Linked DNA regions of Manis pentadactyla: region 1 is linked to region 2. A link is a contact called in public Hi-C data. All regions are on one chromosome and are shown on one strand. Each heading gives the region's core, a stretch centred on a gene start, on an enhancer-like site or on the middle of the called end of the contact. The rest is flanking DNA. Distances are from core to core; before and after follow the strand shown.

The links. Hi-C and Micro-C count contacts between places; a contact is called where the count stands out from the background.
Region 1: a contact with region 2 is called in a Hi-C map of fibroblasts, with 2.5 times the contacts expected there. The contact joins the promoter of LOC118924470 here to the promoter of LOC118924456 in region 2. A contact is called at or near these places in 2 of 3 Hi-C or Micro-C datasets (fibroblasts and skin fibroblasts).

The regions. Positions count from the first base shown.
Region 1 is chr15:61,760,066-61,763,450 of mManPen7.hap1, forward strand. It overlaps LOC118924470 (carbohydrate sulfotransferase 6), which reads right to left and starts at 1,875. Exons shown (of 3, transcript XM_036909300.2): 1 at 1,646-1,875. It overlaps TMEM231 (transmembrane protein 231), which reads right to left and starts at 3,344. Exons shown (of 7, transcript XM_036909296.2): 1 at 1,792-3,344; 2 at 1,535-1,704. The coding sequence starts at 2,242.
Region 2 is chr15:61,517,297-61,520,576 of mManPen7.hap1, forward strand. LOC118924456 (chymotrypsinogen 2) reads left to right here and starts at 1,592. Exons shown (of 7, transcript XM_036909269.2): 1 at 1,592-1,695; 2 at 2,423-2,526; 3 at 2,627-2,706; 4 at 3,083-3,161. The coding sequence starts at 1,644.

The sequences.
Region 1 (3,385 bases), core at 625-3,124, 240 kb after region 2:
GAGGAGCTACTGAAAGAAATTTGTCTCCTACTCTATTTTTTTGTTCCCAGTTCTTTTACAATCAATTTAACAGACCTGATAATTTAAGGAATCAAAATGTTCAGCAATGTGTGCTACAAAACCAGCAGATTTCCACCCCATGGCAAATATTTTCATCTCATTTACCTGATTATTTAGAAACGTATTTCCATACCTTCAAGTAACATTTGCATTGGCATTTCTCATTTCTCACTTTTGAGAATTCTCTACTGATTTCCCACAAAGAGAGATGAAGATTAATTTTCTTGCCCTTCCTCTTGCCAGCCCTCCCATCCCCAGATACCTTCTCCCCATTCCACCCACCCACAAAAAGTTAAACTCTCCTTCTGGTTATCTAAGTAATAGGTAAACCCTATTCACAACTCTGATTACTTTGCCTTTCTCACTTTTCTCTTACTTCTCGGAAGTGAATAATTATTTTATTTGCTTGCTTAGTTTTCTATATACTTATACAATTTCAACAGCTTGTTTTCCAGTTCCCTGAAATTTGATGTTTAGAGGTGTAAGATTTACTCAAAATCTTGTTCACTGCAACATTCTAATAGTGAAAAAAAAAAAAAGAGCAAATCAAATATCCATCAGTAAGGAACTGGTTAAATACATTAGTTATTCCATAGCATGAAATACTTTGCAGCTGTTAAGAACATCCTTGATTAACCAAACTGAGCCTTTAATTTTGTCATTATATATACCTGTAGCTCTTCAATAATCTACAATGAGCACGCATTTTTAAAACTAGAATACAAGAAAATTTAAAGTAATCAGAAAAAAGTAATCTGAAATAAATTTTGTTGTTGTTATTCATATGACCAGATTTAAAACTTTCATTTTACTTACTTGCTGGAATAAGTATGAATTTTTGTTTTCTCAGCTACACAGATTTGACTTGTAGGACGCTCATCTCAGAGCTATTCTAAAGAGATTCAACTTTGGAGAGAGGAAAACCATAATCTTCATATTTCTAAAGGAAAATGTTTTCAGAAAATAAGCAGAAGGGCAGTGATTGTCCAGGAAGCACTCTTTCTGAATCAAATATACATTATAGAGAGTGAAATGCTTCCTTGTCATCCGGACAGCTGCTGAAACAGCATCTAATGAGACAAGCCCAGGGAGGAGGGACTGGACCAGCAGCACTTTCTGGGCAGGTCGATTAACCAATCAGCGTCTTGGCTTCCACGAGTAGAGTCTGCATAAAAATATATGCCCATTTCCGACGGCCAGACCCAAGGGAGTGACAGGGGGCGGTCAGAGACATGCTTTCCCCAGGCTTCTGGACTCGGTAGGACACTCATACGCTGGCAGCAGTTTCTTGGGGTTGGGGACGGCTTGGAGAAGTCGAACGAAACATGCGATTTAATTTCCAGGAAATTAAATATATGCTCAAGCTAACGAATTTGTGTACGCTGCTTCCGTGGGTTCTAAGCTCGCCCCCTTCTTCCCTCCCACTCCCGTCCGAGTCCGGGTGGGAGGCTAGGCCCAGCCGGGAACCACGCACCGAAACGAGCGGGACGCGCAGGTGATCCCGCTGCAGCCGGTTGAAGGCGGGGAACGTGCTCCAGGCCAGGAACCCGCCGCGCTCGGGGCCCAGCAGGACGACGAGCAGTACCTGATGCTGGAAGCGCACGGTGGGCTGCTCCTCGTAGCTGCTCCGCTTCAGCCAAAACCCTGAGGTAAAGAGGACAGGAAGGCGGCGGGGAGGTCAGGAAGGCCGCGGCGGGGAGCTGTGTCGCGCACCGGACGGGACAGGCTCACCATGGCTGCGGAAGGCCACCAGCAGCGGCGGGATGTACGTGAGCGCGGCGGCCAGCAGCAGGAACACCGCGGCCTTGGAGCAGAGCCCTGCGCGGTAACCGCGCTCGATAGGGTGAGAGAACAGCTCGTACAGCGCCATGAGCGCCGTGACGAATCCCGCCGCCAGCAAGGATCCCTCCGCGGTTCCAGAGGAAGGACCAAGTTTGGCTTCTCCTGGTTGCCATAGCCCTGGTCTCCACGGCAACAGAACGCAGGCAAAGGAACCAATAGAAAGGACGCGGGGCATGGTAGGGGTGGGGCTAACAGGGCGCGGAGACCACTGGTTGACTGTTGATCTCGCTGGACGCGTTTCGCACGCTTTCCCAGAGGGCTGAGCGTTAGTAGGGTGTTTCTGTGCATTGAGGTCGTAGTCGTCCTCCGCGTTAACATTTGTGTAAAGTAAGATTTTCATAAAAAGTCAACTAAAATACTTGCTGTGTGCCATCTGTTAATCTTCAATGTGGTTCATACTTAAAAGTCCAGCCATTCATGGCACACTGTACCCTGGAGGATAATGCACAGAACTGGCAGTGGTCCTGGGTCTGGTCCTGGCGTAAGACCAAAGCCAGGTCCCTTTATTTCCAAACGTTGTTGTTTTCACAATACTCCACAGCAGGACAGACTCGGAAACAGGACACAAATCTGGCTCTTCGAGGGATAAATGATAACTACATACCTCTCTGCTATATTTACTTTATATTGGGTATAAGTCTGGCAACCGGTTGTAAGAGAAGCTATGGTCCTCCCCACAGATAACATTGGCTTATCACTTGAATGCTTCCATTCAATTGAATGCTTTCACCACCACCCCCAAACCATATTTTGAACATGGCAGAAAGATTTATTTTAACTACTCTGTGCTCAGTGTGGAGTCCAGTAGTTGATGCCCCTATTTTGGAAGCAACCTAGAAGTGGCTTTTAGATGAAGAGAACAGCTGAGATCCTAACAACACAGACACTGGGAGGTCAAGACCTGCCCATTTGGGCCTGCTTCTGGTTTCCAGACAGCCTGCTCTCCTGCCTTATGGAGAGGTGTTTTCACTTTGCTTAATGAACTCCTGCCACTTGAAACTTGAAAAAAAAAAAAGGCCTGCCCAGCTATCCAGGGTCCTTACCACAGTCCAAGGTGACAATGTCATCAGCCAAAAGCTGCTTTTTTCTGTATCCAGTCCAGTCCTACTTATTCTTTCTTTGAAGCTTTTCTGGGGTGGCAACACAGCTCAGCTCTTAAATACAGCAATTGTTAGGTTTAAATAGATGTTATGATTCTGACATTACACTACATCTATATTTTAGGTGGATGGCTTTCATTTATTTAAATAACATTAAAATAAGGTTCTAGAATAGCTGGTTCTAGTGTCACCTTTTGAGGGTGACTTCTCTGTTCTGAGGAAGTTTTCCTTCAACAGAAGGAAACACGTTAGCTAATGCTATGAGCCTTGCAAAAGCATTTACTAATAATGGATACCAATATTTTACTCTTTGCTTCCATTATTTGAAGAAGCTAGTCTTTGACATTTTGTTTCAATTCTTTAAAAAGAGAATTTCGTTTTTT
Region 2 (3,280 bases), core at 342-2,841:
CGCGGGTGTGGGCGCACCTGCCGACCCCCCGCAGCTGCGCGGTTCTCAGGCTCGGCCGCTGGGGCGCGTGGGGCGTGGGCGGCCCGGCCGGGCCAGCTGGTGGCTCCCACGGGTCAGCCCGGGCCGCCCTGCCTCCCCGTCGGCCAGGCGCTGCCCCTGCGGGCCTCCCGACACCCCGGCCGGCGCGCTTTGCCCTCTGTGCCCCCCGCCGGGGCGCCGGCTCCTCGGGGCTGGGCTTGGCTGCAGACTCGCGCTTTGCGACTTCAATGTCCCCTTCGGAGTGAGGCCCTCCCGCCTCCGTATTGATAATGATAATGAGCGATAAGTCCTTAGCTGGCAATAATGTATATTTTCCTTTCTTTTTTTTTTTTTTAACTTTTCTCTTTAACCCCTCCCACCCGTGTCGCCATGTAACCTTGCTAAAGGCGGGGATCTGTGTTTCTGTTCCTTTGTTCTATTCCAGCGGGAGCCTGGTGAGCTTTGGGTGACAGATGCGTCCTGTCTTAGGCCTGCCTTCGCACCTGGCACCTTGCGCCCATCCCTCCCGGCCCCTGGGCAATCCCTGGAGCCTGCAGAGGGCGCCAGCCGGCGACTCAAGGGGGGTGCAAAGACCCTCCCCCGGGGTGGGCTGCGTGAGGCCGGTCCTCGCACGCTCAGCATGGCGTGTGCCCTTCCCGACTGTGGGACTCGTACTTTAAGCATCCCCATTTTACATACTTTGAAATGGGATCAGAGAGGGCAAGTAACTTGCCCGAGGCCCCACGGTTATTTTGTGCCAAAATCTGTACAGTGAACCCCCAACAGTCTAATCGTCAATTCAACAGAAATTAAAGACAGCCATGAGATACCGTTTTCCCCCTGTGCTTTCTCGCTGCCCAGTTTCTCAGTTGTTGGGAAAGTGGCCCTCCCTTCCCCATTTCCTGCCTGGGCCAGCCTCTGCCAGCCCTCTCCTGGCCAGAGCAGGGGCTCCTTGGATGGCCCCTGGGCCCATCTTGCCCCAGGATGTCACAGGCTCAATTCCAGGGCACCATGGGATGGCTGCATGTGAGCAGGCCGTGGGCACCTTGCCCCCATGAGCCGCACTCCACACAGCCCGAGGGACCGCCGCAGACACTGAGCTGAGACTGCGCCGAGCCTTCTTGGCCATCCTGGAGACCAGGGAGCGTCCTCAGCCCCTGGCAGCCATGCCCTCACCCATGACTCGGTCCCCACACTTGCTCCCAAAAACTGCCCTGCGGTTTTTGAATAACTAGTACCAACTAAATTACTTGTCCGAGGTCCCCCAGACTAGGGGAGACCAGCCTGGGGCTCAAACCCTTCTCAGGCCTGGCTGCCTACACAGAGGCAAGGCCCCCCGAGGCAGCAGAGGAGAAAGAGCAAGTGACCCAACTTGCCCTTGGGTGTGGGCCAGGGGCCACCTTGTTCGGCCCCTCCTTTGCCCTTCGCCCTGGCTCCAGGCTTAGCCATGGGCCACAGCTGCTGCCATCCCAGGCTCCGATGCCAGCCCTGCTCTGGCACATCCTGCCCACTTGGGCACACAGGAAAGGGATTGTCATGTCAAGGTCTCCAGATAACAGCTGGTGCACTGAGCTATAACTGGGAGCCCTCTGGGCAGGCACCTCCACCTCCCTGACCACAGCACCATGGCTTTGCTCTGGCTCATCTCCTGTTGCGCCCTCCTGGGCACAGCCTTCGGTGAGTGCCGGGGCAGGCAGAGGCCAGGGAGGCTGTCCCCCCTCTCCTCCAAGCCTGAAGCCGGCCAGGGGCAGCAGCATCCTGCTCCCTGTCCGGCCATGCGCGGTGGTGTGGCCTGAGCGAGTCTCTGCCCCGCTCTGAGGCTCACCATCTCCACGGCCTCAGCAGGGACACGGGGAGAACTGGATCCGATCGGCCAGTGTGAGGCCCCTGGGGAGGAGGTGGGCCTTCCTGGCTCTGCCCCCAGGCCTCACACCCTGTGCAGGGGTCGGGGAGGACAAGTCCAGGGGAACAGAAGGTTCTCTGGTCAGGGGCTCAGCTGGTGAGCTGGTGGGCAGGAGTAGCTTGGCCCTTGAACTCAGCCCTTTTAAACTCGTGTTTACTGAGCACTTACGATGTGCCAGGAACAGAGCACATTCCTGTTTTGCCTGTATCCTTATACCAAGTCTGCGACATTAACAACTGTATGCTCCCCTTTCTGCCAATGGGAACTGAGATGGAGAGGTTGAGCTAGGCAGTGAGGAGGCTGGGTTCAGACCCACAGAGTCAGCCTCCCAGGGGAGCTGCGGCCCTACTGCCGCTCCACACTCAACCTGTTGGGTTGGTCTGGGCTGAGGCACACGTCAGACTAAGTTGTCTCTGGGGGATTCCTGGGTCAATGGGACCTGGGCTGGGGGGTCCAGAATCCACCCTGGCCTCCACTCGTCAGTGATACTCCCACCCACAGGCTGCGGGGTCCCTGCCATCCACCCTGTGCTGAGTGGTCTGTCCAGGATTGTCAATGGGGAGGAGGCTGTTCCCGGCTCCTGGCCCTGGCAGGTGTCCCTGCAGGTGAGGGGGCATTCTGCACGTGAGTGGGGAGCCCTGGCTTGTGAGCCAGGCTGGAGGTTGCTGGGGTCCAGCCAGCACTGACCAGCCCATCTTCAAACAGGACAGCACCGGCTTCCACTTCTGCGGTGGCTCCCTCATCAGTGAGGACTGGGTGGTCACTGCAGCCCACTGCAGTGTCAGGTGAGGGCCTGGGATCCCCAGGAAACCCCTTGGGGTGGGAGCAAAGCCCTGAGCCAGTGCTGAGGACTAGCCCTCTAATGCCTTAGTTCATCAGGTTCCTTATTTGGAAATGTGTGGCCAACTCAAGTCCTGCTTGTCTCCCAGGGGTCGCTGGGAAGGAAACACCGCAGGCTGTAGGTGGCTGTTTCTGGGGCAGTGGTTGCTGTTTTAAGTTCCATCTGTGATCAACACCACACAAGTGTGTGCACATCTACAAAGGTGCACACGACCCTTAGGCCTGCACACGCGTGCTCTCACACACACACAAGCACCCTGCACCTCCCGCCTGCCCCCACCTCACAGCAGGAACCCCCCTCCCTTCTCTGACCCTCTCCAGAACTTCCCACCTGGTCGTGGCTGGGGAGTTTGACCAGGGCTCAGCCGCCGAGGACATCCAGGTGCTGAAGATCGCCAAGGTACTGTGGCCTCCAAAGTCCAGGCGACCCCCGGCAGGGCAGGCTGTCAGGAGGGTGCAGCCCAGGCTAACTGGGCTGGACCAAGAGGCCTGAAACCCCCGGAAAGGGGCTGTGTGCCT